Regions from separate parts of the Mus musculus genome. Here region 1 is linked to region 2. The links are chromatin contacts, called in public HiChIP or PLAC-seq maps. All regions are on one chromosome and are shown on one strand. The core of a region is the stretch at or near the end of the contact, and the rest is flanking DNA. Distances in the headings are between cores, read along the strand shown. Region 1 holds the start of Tex261 (testis expressed gene 261). Region 2 holds the start of Dysf (dysferlin).

Region 1 (2,700 bases), core at 78-2,577, 240 kb after region 2:
TTGTCTACCAGGATGGGACTTGTTTTGACTAAAATTCATATCTTAACTTGTTAACCAGGATGTCAGCTGCCCACATACCTGTCTCTCTCTGCCAATTAGGAAGTCAGTTCCCAGGGAAGTCTTGGGAACTTAAACTTTACTTGACCCCTACTCAAAATGGAGGGGGGGTCTTATTTTAAATAGTTTCTTATATCTCTTATGTTGGGGTTCATCCCAGGGGCAGCTTATAACAGCAAATCCCATAAAAGCTTATAGTCAGGTGCAGAAAGTATTGTTGGATGGTCACTTCAGACCCAAACTTGCTGTGAGTAACCATGCAAAGCATTTCTATTTAGATTGGTTTCCCAGGGCACAGAACAAAACAGAATACATAACCAATCCTGGCATTAGAAAGTTTCCTAGTAACAGTAGAAACATGAGCAAGTTTCCTTATAATGGCAGGCTGGCCAGGTGACAGTTACCTAGGCCTTAATATTGTACCTAGTCCTTAACATATAATATCTACCATTCCAGCACTCAAAACTACTTAGTGTCACCAAGGCCAGCCTGGAGGCACATAAGGCTGTTTCAAAAAAAGAAAAGATCTTTGCATGATGTTTCTACACCTTTAATCCCAGGATTTGGGATAAAGCAGAGGCAGGCTGGTCTCTGTGAGTTCAAGGTTAGCCTGATTTACATAGCAGGTTGCAGGACTACATAGAGACCCTTAATCAAAACAGACAAAACCAAAACCAAAGTTATATTTTGCCCTAGTACGGAGACTCCACACATCTGAAACCCTACCAATTGAGAGCTGGAGATGGGAGAGTTGACAGTTCAAAGGCCAGCCTGAGCTATGAGACCCTCCCTTTCTGAAAATAACAAACAAAAAGTTTGTTTGAGATAAGAGGCTTGTTGGCACTCTGAGCTTACCTGTGTCAGCCACTAGGTGGTGCTCTCTCAGATGATTACCTGCGGTGTCGCAAGTACAGTCAGTGCTTAGCTGTTGCTTTAGTCCCCACGCAAAAGTGAAGACCTGCATTGCAAAAGACCTCAGCCTAGAGGGAGAGTTAAGGCTGAAGGTGACCATTTAAAGGCACCTGGGATTCCAGATTATGCGGCTTCCTAGTGTGTGACCTGAGAGAAGGGAATCTTCCTCTCCCAGAAAATTAGGATCCAAGGCTGTGCGGAGCAGGCTTGAGCCAGGATTGGTTCCAATCAATCTGGGCTCTGTGTAGGCGCTCCGTACCGGGTGCAGCGCGATTTCGATCCTCCGAGCCGGTTAGCGGCGCTCGCGGGCTTGGCGGGGGCGCAGGGGCCGCGGCGCTCCGCCCTGCTCCTCTCGGCGTCCTCTGGGCGGGGACAGCACGGCGGCGGCCGCTCAGTGTCGCGGGAGCCGGACCGCGCAGGCCCGTCCCGGCGGCCCGGGGGGCGCCATGTGGTTCATGTACGTGCTGAGCTGGCTGTCGCTGTTCATCCAGGTGGCATTCATCACTCTGGCCGTCGGTGAGAGCGCTGACCCGGGCCGCGCGCGCCCCGATGCCCCGAGCCGCCAACCGCTGCTGCTCTTTGCAGCTGGGCGCTGACGACCCCGAGCTGGTCCTACTGGACCTCTGCGGAACCTTCCGGTGGGGATGCTTGGTTCCCGAGACGCATCCTTGCTCTTGGAGCCCTGAGCTCCCTACTCAGCCTGTCCCCTCCAGCTGGGACAGGGGGAAGGCCCCTGTCTGTCTCACCCGGCTGTGTGCTAGTGTACAGCACCCGGCCTGTAAACTAAGTGTTCTGCAGGTGTTGATTGACGAGTGAAGTTTAAGGTTCCCGGAACAGAGGTTAACTTTATGCTGTGCGGTCAAATCCAATATTTCTACAGTTGTCTTGGCAAAGTTCTATCTACTTGTGCAGATGAGAAGGACATCCCAGGGGTGCTTTGGCTTGTTCCCGACTTCCTGGAGTCTGAGGAGGGTTGGTGGGGGACTACAGGATGAGCAGGCTGGTGGGAGTGTCCCTGGCTGATCTCTTCCTGTTTGTCCCCCTCCCTCTGGGACCCCCTTCTCCTACCCAGCGGCTGGACTGTACTACCTTGCAGAGCTGATAGAAGAGTACACGGTGGCCACCAGCCGAATCATCAAATACATGATCTGGGTAAGTGGCCGCTTTTCCCTGGAGTAGTCACCCAGGGCTTGTTTGCCCTACATCAGAAACAGGAAGTGGGGACTGTTTGAGCTGGGGCTGTTTTGGTGCTGAGAACCCAGGATCTGAGGGTGTCCCACTTGCTTCCCTGCCCTGCAGTCTGCACTCCTGGGTCCAGATCACCCCTGGCCCTCCAGCCTCAGGTGGCATAGTTTCACAACCTACTGCCATTCCTTAAGGTGACAGTGCAGATATTTCATTGATAGGTATTCATGGCTTCGCTTTCCTGTGTCTGTCTCACAGTGTCCACGGTCTCTAACACCAGGTCCCCAATCCCAGCCCAGGCTTAGAACTTATAGGGACAATAAGGACAGTTTGTAACGCTTAGTTAGCTATTGCCCTCTCTCCACTCAGTGTCATTTGTCCTAAGGGAGAATGTCCAGCCCTTTCTCTTCCCTCATGGAGGTTTCTTTTCCTGAAGACTTGGTCCCTGTCCCTGTTAGAGAGGCTGTGAGGAAGACTGAGGTGCGGGGGGGGGGGGGGGGGAGGATACCTTTGGACAGAAAAGTTCACCTTTCAGTCGCCTAAAGT
Region 2 (2,700 bases), core at 129-2,628:
TATACCCAACTTCCCTAACAATTTCCGTATAGTGAAAGTCTGGGCGACAGCTGAGAGACGGTCAGGGGAGAAAGAAGGAAGAACCCTGCTGAAAGTTTCCTGACATCAGGAACACCCTGGCAAGCCTGACCAGTGAAACACCAGGGAGGCCTAGGATGTTTCAAATCACACTTTGCAAAAGAATCAGCCGGATAGTCACCCGCGACCACCCGAGACCAAGAACAAACACGTGATCTGGAGCTCAGCTCAGTCCCTGTCTCTCATATTATTTGGGGGTGGGGCTGCATGTAAAGTGGACAAACCCTTGGAATCCTGATGTCCCCACTGTTGTCACAAAGGTTAACACTTTTGTGACAAGCCGTGCCTCAGTTTCTCTACACGCTGCTCTCCTTTTTAAATATATTTTCCGCAGAGCCCCGGGGTACAGCTCCTGGTGAGAGGAAGCCCTCTCTCCTCTCCTTATTTATCTCTCTCTGCAGAACTGGGGTCCTGACTCACCACTATTGTCCCTTCTCTCATTTTGACAGGTCCTTCCTCTTCCCTTTCCCCTCCTGAGACACCCCTCCCTTGGGAATCTGCCTGAAGCCATAGTGAAAGGGCCAGATATGTGGAGGAAGAAGTAGTCTCAGCAGAGAAACCCTTTCTGGTCTAAGCAGCACAAGACTTAGCAACTTGAATTTGGAAAGCATCCCACATCCCAGACACTCCTCAGACTTCCTGCGACAAAGCCACATCCATAGTATTCAGTTCCTCTTCCTTCTGGTTGAGATTTGGCCATTCAAACGGACAGTGTTCAGTCAGATTCATGGATAGATGGATGGGACGGTAACTTTCAAAGAGCACTATTAAAACGCTCACAAACCAGTTCAGTTATGTGGTGGCCCTGATTACACCGCTACCCTCTGCGTCTTCCAACCCACCCTGTGCCCACTATCCAGCCTTTCTTCCTTCTGAGTACTGTCTTGGGAAAGTAATAACTCCTGGCCTAGAACAGTACTTCCAGTTTTCCTAAACTCTGTAACATTTGCTGTTTCCTTGCTGTCAGTCCTGGGGCGGGATTCCTGGTCTGATCTGGGCCCACAGACCCCAAAGCTAGATGCAGAGAAACAAACGGATGGTACCCAAGCCTGAATGAAGTGGCTTCAGGACTCTCACCTCGAAAAATCAGGCTGGCAACTGGATCGCTGCGCCGGTCCTTCTTCACATTGGGGAGGTTGCTGGCCCTTGCCAGCAAGCAACAGAGCATGGCTCCGCAGCCCAGGCGCGTGGGACGGAGAGGGAGTAGGAGCTTAGGACTCAGTCACTACTGCCCTGCCAGAGTTCAGATCCAGGATGGCTATGCCAAGAGAGCAGTTGATTCTGCTGCGCCTCCGCGGAGACTTGGTCAGCTTAGAATGCGAGGCTGCGCGTGGGATAAGGTACACCCAGGGGGCGGATCCTTCCTTCCATCCCGGCCTGGGTCCGCCCTCAGGGCGGTGGCCAAGGAGGAGCAAGGAATTACTCTGGACCAGGCACTGGTGCCTTGTTCTGAGGGTCTCCAGAGAAGGAAACGCTGCTGCGAGGTACTGGATGAGTGGCTGGCAAGAACAGGGCAGGGTTGTTGCCTGGGGTAGCGCGGGTCCAAAGAGTCTCGCAGTAAACGCCGAATAAGTGCGCACTGTGTGCCCAGTGACCCAGGCACAACTGCTAGTGAGCTGCCACGGAAATCTCCTGGCGACACCTAGAGTTGTTGAGGTCTAACTCAAATCACACTACGTTCCCAGTCGCTGCCCATTCGATTTCCTGCAGTTCTCCACTGCAACAATCTTTGCACTCTTCACCCTCCAAGGTTGAGAAAGTTGCTAAAGTCACGACCCTTAAGTCATTCCAGTCCTGAGCACGCATCTGTGTGTTGTCTGATCCTGTAACAGCTTAGGAAGATCCTTCCCAACAGCACCCAAGCTTCTCTTCCCCACCTCCACCCCCACACACTCCAGCAGGTAAATGGGGGTGGGGCGGGGGCATGGTCCCGGCCCTTTTCATTTTGAGGGACACAACACTTTCAGAGGGGATATCCTGCTCGTGCCCTCCACACCTGCTCCCTGTATGACTTGGCAGGGCAGACAACCAACTCTGCTTATGTGGATGCTTAGCGGTCAGACAGCGATTCTCAAGTTGCCCAGTCTCCCTCTCTCTTGACAGCACACACATGTGGGAACCACACCACTCAGCCTAAACGCCAACCACACGCTCTTTTTGCATTACCTTTTGAAAGAGCCTCCAAACTCTATTTCCATTTCCTCCTCTACTCTCCTGAACTATTCAGTCATGCTTTCAAATCTTAACACACCACCAAAAAGAGCCTATGGGCTCTGCTTGAAAATATGGCCAAAGAAGAAAAAGAAGAGGCGGGGGGAGGAGGAAGGGGAGGAGGAGGAGGAGGAAACAAAAAGATCCTGATGGAGCAGGTTCTCCATAAATAATTATTTTTAAAAGAAATGTAAACCATTTGGTGGCACACACCTTTAATCCCAGCACTTAGGAGGCAGAGGCAGGCAGATCTCTGTGACTTCAAGGCCAGCCTGCTCTACAGAGTAAGTTCCAGAACAGCCAAAACTACAGAGAAATCCTATCTTGGGGAAAAAAAAAAAGCGCCAGGCCAGCACCCTTTGGGTTCTGATGCGCTGTTCACTCTGACTGGAGTGCTGTCTCTTGCTCTTC

Evidence for each region. HiChIP or PLAC-seq counts read pairs in DNA pulled down with a chosen protein or histone mark.
Region 1: an H3K27ac HiChIP or PLAC-seq map of embryonic stem cells shows a contact between it and region 2, with 2.1 times the contacts expected there. The contact joins the promoter of Tex261 here to the promoter of Dysf in region 2. A contact is called at or near these places in 1 of 39 promoter capture datasets (pre-B cells) and 2 of 115 datasets of contacts at active chromatin or transcription factors (embryonic stem cells and pancreatic cancer cells).

What each region holds. Positions count from the first base shown.
Region 1 is chr6:83,774,439-83,777,138 of GRCm38.p6, reverse strand. It overlaps Tex261 (testis expressed gene 261), which reads left to right and starts at 1,327. Exons shown (of 6, transcript NM_009357.2): 1 at 1,327-1,485; 2 at 2,042-2,121. The coding sequence starts at 1,416. It overlaps Gm52907 (predicted gene, 52907), which reads right to left and starts at 1,204. Exons shown (of 2, transcript NR_168047.1): 1 at 913-1,204.
Region 2 is chr6:84,018,064-84,020,763 of GRCm38.p6, reverse strand. Dysf (dysferlin) reads right to left here and starts at 1,378. Exons shown (of 55, transcript NM_021469.3): 1 at 1,156-1,378. The coding sequence starts at 1,246.